Linked DNA regions of Mus musculus: region 2 is linked to region 1. The links are chromatin contacts, called in public HiCAR-type maps. All regions are on one chromosome and are shown on one strand. Each heading gives the region's core, a stretch centred on a gene start, on an enhancer-like site or on the middle of the called end of the contact. The rest is flanking DNA. Distances are from core to core; before and after follow the strand shown. Region 1 has its middle 290 kb from the start of Gm35244. Region 2 holds the start of B3galt2 (UDP-Gal:betaGlcNAc beta 1,3-galactosyltransferase, polypeptide 2).

What was found. HiCAR-type assays count read pairs that join an accessible place to other places.
Region 2: a contact with region 1 is called in a HiCAR-type map of astrocytes, with 6 times the contacts expected there. The contact joins the promoter of B3galt2 here to the enhancer-like site in region 1. A contact is called at or near these places in 6 of 39 promoter capture datasets (the 3T3-L1 cell line, cranial neural crest, frontonasal cranial neural crest and 3 more), 3 of 484 Hi-C or Micro-C datasets (brain, cerebral cortex and forebrain) and 4 of 115 datasets of contacts at active chromatin or transcription factors (astrocytes, forebrain and neural progenitor cells).

What each region holds. Positions count from the first base shown.
Region 1 is chr1:143,051,727-143,055,286 of GRCm38.p6, forward strand. No RefSeq gene overlaps it. Among named protein-coding and RNA genes, the nearest start is that of Gm35244, 290 kb to the right of the region's middle. Within about 2 kb of position 1,990, at least 15 of the 459 cell types and tissues checked have an H3K27ac peak or open chromatin away from gene starts, as enhancers often do. A contact at or near this core is called in astrocytes and neural progenitor cells, where this site is marked.
Region 2 is chr1:143,639,042-143,642,684 of GRCm38.p6, forward strand. B3galt2 (UDP-Gal:betaGlcNAc beta 1,3-galactosyltransferase, polypeptide 2) reads left to right here and starts at 1,656. Exons shown (of 2, transcript NM_020025.4): 1 at 1,656-2,301. All of the region lies in intron 10 of Cdc73 (cell division cycle 73, Paf1/RNA polymerase II complex component), which reads right to left.

The DNA of each region.
Region 1 (3,560 bases), core at 740-3,239:
TCTCCTTATTTTGACTGGAGTTACATTATAAGCAACAGAAATGCCTGCCCATAATTAAAGCAGAAAGAGATGAGACAATCACTGAGCCGTTGAGCTGACAGCAATAGCTATAGTAATGCAAAGGGCGACTTTGATTCATAATTTAAGTCTCTTACAATGAAATTCTCTGTTCTTTGCAAGCACTGTACAAATCCTATTTCTTACTTCAGGATCTAATGCAATGAAAAGTTTTGATTGTCAACTTGACATAACCTAGAATCACACTGGAGCTGGGCCTCTGGCCATGCCTAGCAGACACTATCTTGTGTTTTAATTCAAGTAGATATGCCCACAACTGTTCCCTAGACAATGATGGATCCTGGACAGCATAAAGTAAACTGAGCACTCAGAGACATTCATTGCTGCTTGTTGGTCTTTTAACTAGAAAAACTGAAGTCTCTCCTTGGAAATAGAAACTGTAACTGTGGCATGCAAGTGGAAATGTACTTGGAGATTTGATAGAATGGAAATAAAGCCTTTAGAAGATTCCACCTGCGGATTCCACACAAAGAGGTATGTTGATTCTTCTCATCAGAAGCATACAGCATCAGTTAAGCCAACCTACCATCTAGAGATTTCAGTCCACCTGAAGGCTGCATTTAGATCATTAACCCTTCCAGAGAAAAACGTCAATTAACGAGAAACCTAATAATATTGATAAATCACATGCATAACTTCAAAAATGATTCCACTTACTTAAACCATAGCCAGTGAATTTGTTATACCTCCATACATTTAAAGCAGACCAGTCATCTTTCAGAAGTCTGTCAACAATGTTGACTAGGGAAACTTTGGACAAAACTCTTTTGGGGTTCTACATAGCATTTTTAACTTGTTGACCTAAACAACTGTATATAGGTCATTCTTATGCAGCAGTCCTCAATACTCATACCTGTTCACTGGTTCTAAGACCAGCTCTATTCTTTGTCCTCTATTAATACATAATGATCTTGGGTCCAAAAGATTACTCACCAGGTAAAGGTCCTTGTCATCAAACCAGATGCCAGGAGTTCAATCCCGAGGATGCACATGGTAGAAAGAAAACCAGCTTCTACAAGTAGTCCTCTGACCTCCACATTTGCATCCTGGCATTTGTACACCCATACACATACAAAGTAAACAAATGCCATAGCCAATGCAATCATTTTAAAAATAACTATTCAGGGTTCTATTTGCTTAAAACTTTGGTATCAAATACCAACTTCTCAACACTCTACACCATTTTCAGTAAATACTGGTATGGAAAACTGACTTTAATCATTCCTGTCTGCCAGACCCTTCGATATTCTTTGCTAGCACAGGAGTAGAATTACTATGGGCTGACACTGTGGAGGGAAGGGTGTGGATACCTCAAATTGTACTAACTGTCAGTAATGAGTCTATTCCAAGAAGTAAAGATTCTATATATCTCTGACTCAACAGATCTTACCCAACTATAATCTTAAATTGTTCCTATAATAAACAAGTTAATCAGTTTGTAGATGCAAGAATAGCTCCTCTTGTTACATGATGAAAGTTGTCTGGCTCTTGTTGCTGCAAGTCTAATCCCATTTACTCAACCCTACTTGGCTCTGATCTGTAGGTCTTATTCAAAAAATACAGGTTGAAGGACCAGACTGTTTGGGACAAGTTGTTCTCATAGCACAGAAAAAGGAACAGGGGCAAAAACTTCAATAGCTCTTTAAGCGTCTGCCAGAAGAGGTCAAATTTGCATCTCACTGTCCAAACCAAATATGAAAGACACGTTCAGTTTCTAGGAAAAGAGGAAGTATATTCCTTCCACAGTTGGAGACATCAAATTATATGGAACTGGGGAAAGAACGTCTGCTCTTTAAGAGCGTAGGGAGAAATAAATGTTAAGGCGAATGATGACCTCCCATAGAAGGTATGCAAACTTTTGTTCTGTGACTTCTCAGCTAAGTTCCCAGCAGCATACTAATGATTTGTCCTCTAAACTGTTTCTTTCTGCTTGGCATAGCCTGGTTCCATTTTAGTTTTCCTGGTACTTAGACTGAAGCATGGGGCTGAGTTCTGGTTAATGAGATGGGAAAAGAGCATGAGCTCCTGGGAGGTCTGGCCTGGAGTGGGCCCACCCAGAGTCTTCCATTCTCCTTTGTCTCTGAGGACCTCAGAGTACAGAGCTACAGAAGGAAGAAGGCAGAGCCTCCAGGTCACAGCTTGGACAAAATACAGTCCAATGAGTCTGTGACCAGTTACCCTGCAGGTACAAACTAGTCCAGCATTGCGGGATTTTTGTGTTTGTTTTTTGTTTGTTTGTTTGTTTGCTTGCTTTTTGTTTTTTAAGTATTAGCTTGACATAGACAAATTTGGGGCATAAATTTGAAGGTTTTGACATTGGTACATCCATTTTAAGGAGTTGACATTATATTGTCTGAAAGATAATCTAAAGTTTTAAGTGTTAATGTGCTAAGGCTATATGTGGGGTTCATAGCTGCAGTTTCTAGCTTCAGAGCAGATCTTAGGAATTTGAAGAGCTCATCTTTGCAAATGACCTAAATATTTACCCATAAAAGACAAAAGGGAGAAAGAGAAAGGACATGCCTGGTCTCACTTAATGTCTCCTCTTTAAAACTGCTTACACTAGCAAGTATATTTCATGGAGAAGGAGTCTGTCGCTTTTACAAGTCTTCACTTTTTTATTAAACTCTTGAAAGTGCTTGATTCAGACTTATACCTAAAAATATTGTCTGAACTTTTGCTTGGTTTGTTCTTGTTTGGTACACTCTTGACAATCAAAGAATAGAAACAAAAAATAATAATAATATGAGAGCAAGAAACAACCTTTCATGACAACACCTAGGCCACATACGATTTGTTTCCTGAAATTGGGGTCCCAAGGGACAATTCAGGCTTTGACCTTGCACTCACTGGAGGTGTTGCACCTGCACTCATAACGAGGTTCCCAGCCTTGGTCTCAGGCTCCTCTGTTCTGTAGCATGTCATTTTCTCTTTCTTGTTCCTTTTTTTCCCCTTTTCAGTCTATCATTTATTGCGGCTTGTTCTTTTAAACTGCTCTGTTGTTATCTGACACAGATAGCCTTTTGCTGGGCATTTTCCCTGAACAATTCTACTTTCTAAAGTTTGAGAAAATGTCACCTCAAACATGTGGCTGGGGTTTCTCTTCTGTTGTAAAAGGAAATAGTATTTGCAGTCAGATAAATTAAATAGACACTCCCACACACTCAAAAAAAATACTTCCCTATAAAATATGAAAATTTTCTCCTAATTGGAAGGGCTAGAAATTGTTCAGCTTCTGAATATACCACCATGTGAACCACCATGTGGTTGCTGGGAATTGAACTCGTTCACATATACACACAGGACAAAGACTAGGCTTCCTACTACTTTCATGATTTACTTAGCAGACAATGGGGACAAATTCTGTGTTGAAATGTTTATATTATAAGCCTATCTTTCAAAAAGCAACCAACACTACTATAGGGTTGAACAGAAATTGGCCCCTCCCTGTGACCCAGAAGTCACTAAATACCCAGAGCCCT
Region 2 (3,643 bases), core at 406-2,905, 590 kb after region 1:
TAACCATCTTTCCTATCAGTAATTAGCTGGTATTTAGGTTACAGAACTCTGGGTACCAGTATCTCATCTGTAAAGTAGATATTAGAAAATTAAGCTATCATAAGCGAATATCATTTACAACCAGCTCAGGTACTTATAGCTCAATCTAATTTGGAATAGACAATAATTGTACAGACCTCTAACCTCAGTTAAGCCCTAATATTAGGAATCACTGATATTAAAAAGGCCACTTCTACTTTGGAGGAATAATTTAAGCAGAATCAATAATTTGTCTATGAAGACAAGAAAAAAAGACAGTGAAGAATATAGTATATAGCTTTAAGAGCCAAATACTAAGAAACACGGGTTTTATTCCTCTTCTAACTTAGGAAAGCCAAAGTTCTAAGCTTTAAGTTTCTCCTTATACTTTTCTTTTTCCTTCTTTTTTACCATCTTATCATTTCTAGGGGGAGTAAGACACAAACTAGGACAGTTATAGGGTATACCTAAACCAAGAAAGCACACTGGAATTAACACATGAAGATGAGTAATTGAATACTATTAGAGGAAATGTAATTTTTATTCACCTGAAATAATATATCATGGTCTGTGAAAATGGATAAAGTCCGTATCCCTAAAATATATAGCATAAGCTCTAAAACTATATAGTTACTGTCTTTAGAATATCAGAGGGGAATTGTTAGTTATAGCCATAAAAACAAGTAACAAACATGCCTGCCGAGTGCTCTCCTGGGGGGGGTTGGGGGGGGTGCCCAAATGTCCAGGCACTTAGTTAAGTATACCAGAGAAGGATTTCAGAGTCTCTAATATGTAAGGGAAAAAAAAAAAAACTGTTTGATGGCATTTTACTAAACCATTTTCTAAAGTATTAAACATTATTAGAAGCAACAGACTCTAGCGCATCACTATACTTATTTAAACACACATCTGCAATCTATATAAGCATACTATTTTCTATATAAGAAGCAAAGTTCCAAGGTTGTCTCTACCTAAGGTTTTTAGTCAAAATGCAACCAATCCTGCAGAACTACTCACCAATCTTCAAGAAAATCTATTCATGTGTGTTCTATGTACTATATCATTTTTAATTCTGTGATACACATTATTTTACATGAAAAAAAATTAATATTGATAACAAGAAAGTGATTTAAAATTAAATTTACTACTTTCAAGAACACTAAAAACTGCACAGAGCAAAAAAGTAGGCAGTATCGCAACATGAAGTAAGTGCAGGCAGCTGACTTAGATAAGCTGGAGAAAACAGGGGAGGAAATCTAAGTTATAGACAATAGATAATGAAGGAGTTTTAACTAGACTAGCAAATCAGAACAATCAGACAAAAACTGTAAGAGCAGGAATGCACTGAAAGAGTTAAACTACACCAACTTACATGTAAAAGCTTTTATTACTTCTGCTCTAAAAAAGTCTCTAAGACACATGAAAGCCACCGTCCAACACAGAAATATTTAGAAAGCCTGTGCATAAGTTCAAATAAAGATTAAAAAACCATAACCTCCATTTCATCCTAATGCTTGTATTTGTTCTGAATAAATATGATGTGTCACATAAGAGGAAGATTTCTAAGCTTTCTCCTACCTCGGGTTTTTAGTCAAAATGAACGCAAACAATCACGTGGGACTCAGCCAAGCAGTGACGTTAAATTCTGCTCTGTCAGAGACAGCATCTGTCAAGCCCACATTTAAACTGCTGCCTGCCTGTGCAGCACGGAAGAACGGTGCATTTCACATTACAGACCAAAACCCCAGGAAAACAGCTCAAAAATCCTTCCTGCAGCTGCCAGGCAACCACGACGGAGAAAGGCAAAGCCTTTTTTTTTCCCCCAATGCAACTGAAACACTAAACCACAGCTCTGCTGCTTAACATTGCAGCTCAGCGCTATTACTAGAAATATGGATACTGAGAAGAGAATACAGCACTGCATTGTCCAGCCGGGAATACAGCAGATGTAAAGAGCTTCAATGCATCAACTGTCGGAAAGAGTCAACTGTGCACCAAATACAACAGACAGCTACAGCTCTTTTGTTTAGTGAAAGAGAGAAAATGAAAGAAAGGAAAAATCTCTGAAGACTATAAGATATAGACATATGAACAAGAAGGGTAACTTGAAGACACCCCGACAGATGGACACTTTGGATACTGTGAAAAGCAATCACAGGAGGCAGACTGTTGGGGGATGTGCGCATGTTCGATAGCATCGTTTTTTGCTGAAGTGATGGCGTGCCAAAAGTATTTTCAGTAGACATAATCCTCTCCATCTAATGGTCTGACCAAGAAAGAAAGGTATGTTGCTGTCTTGTGTATGATGTTCATTAAATGTGTTTTAATTTCCTAACCATACAGGCACTGATACACTTGATAAACAAGTTCATACAGTCCACTGCCCTTCAAACTATGAAAGGCTTTCTAAATACACGATTTTAAATTTGCCTTTTCTACTAGACAAGCTGTCGTTGCTTTATTCAATTAAATAACTGGGAGTAATTCTGCAGGATTGTAACATTACAAGGAAAACCAAATAGTAACTAGATTTACTGAAAAGAATGTCTGAGAAATTAAACTAAAAAGAAAAAAAAAAAGAGCTCTCTAGCCTTTTTTTTAAAAAAACAGCAATTCTCTAGCAAATTAGGTCAAATTGATTCCTTATCTAATAAATTAAAGCACCTTCTTTAAAATGGTTATCAAGAGACAGTGGGGTAAAATTATATTAAATAGCATAAATATGATCTTATTATCTTGAGGTATTTTTAGAAAATCTCTTCAAAACAAAATCTTAGTTCATAGTAATATATTCTCTGTAATATCTATCTCTTCAGAGAGAGATAGAAACAATTCAGGAGTACATCAGCAAATTTTAAGTGTTACTGAGCTACAAGGAGATACTACAAGTTACAACATTAGCCATCAGATTAAAACGCTAGTGAGTTTATGCAAAGCATAACACCACCACAGTAGTCAGTCACATGTTATTACAGTATCAATGAATACAACTTTAACAAAGAGAGATCAATAGTTGCTCTAAATAGATTGGTGAAACAGGGAGTTTTTAAGTAACAGAGTGATTCTAAATAATCAAGTGTAAGACTGTTCCTGGAGTTAATTATAAAAGTGAAATTAAAAAACTAACATACTTGCAAACTTTATATGCCCCAGTACAGGGGAATACCAGGGCCAAAAAGGGGGAGTGGGTGGGCAGGGGAGTGGGGGTGGGTGGATATGGGGGACTTTTGGTATAGCATTGGAAATGTAAATGAGTTAAATACCTAATAAAAAATGGAAAAAAAAAAACTAACATAAAATAGCTTAATATACAGCACATATTAATAATGGTCAAATACAAGGTCAAATAATATCCACAGTAGGTTTCTAAGCTTTATTTACATGTGATAATGACCTGCCTACTGCCTCTACATGTGTCTGCAGGACAGAATAAACTACCCTGGGAACAATCAACGTTAGAGTGCTCGGGGTCAGGGACTCAAAGATATTCCTAAAATCTTACAAACCTTTCTACGTATTTTGATTCTTCCTCTCACTTTCATAAAACTTACTACCCTAACAATCACAAAGCCAAAAAAAAAACCCCTGTGGAAGCACTGTGTGTGTTGTAGAATTAAGACTGAAT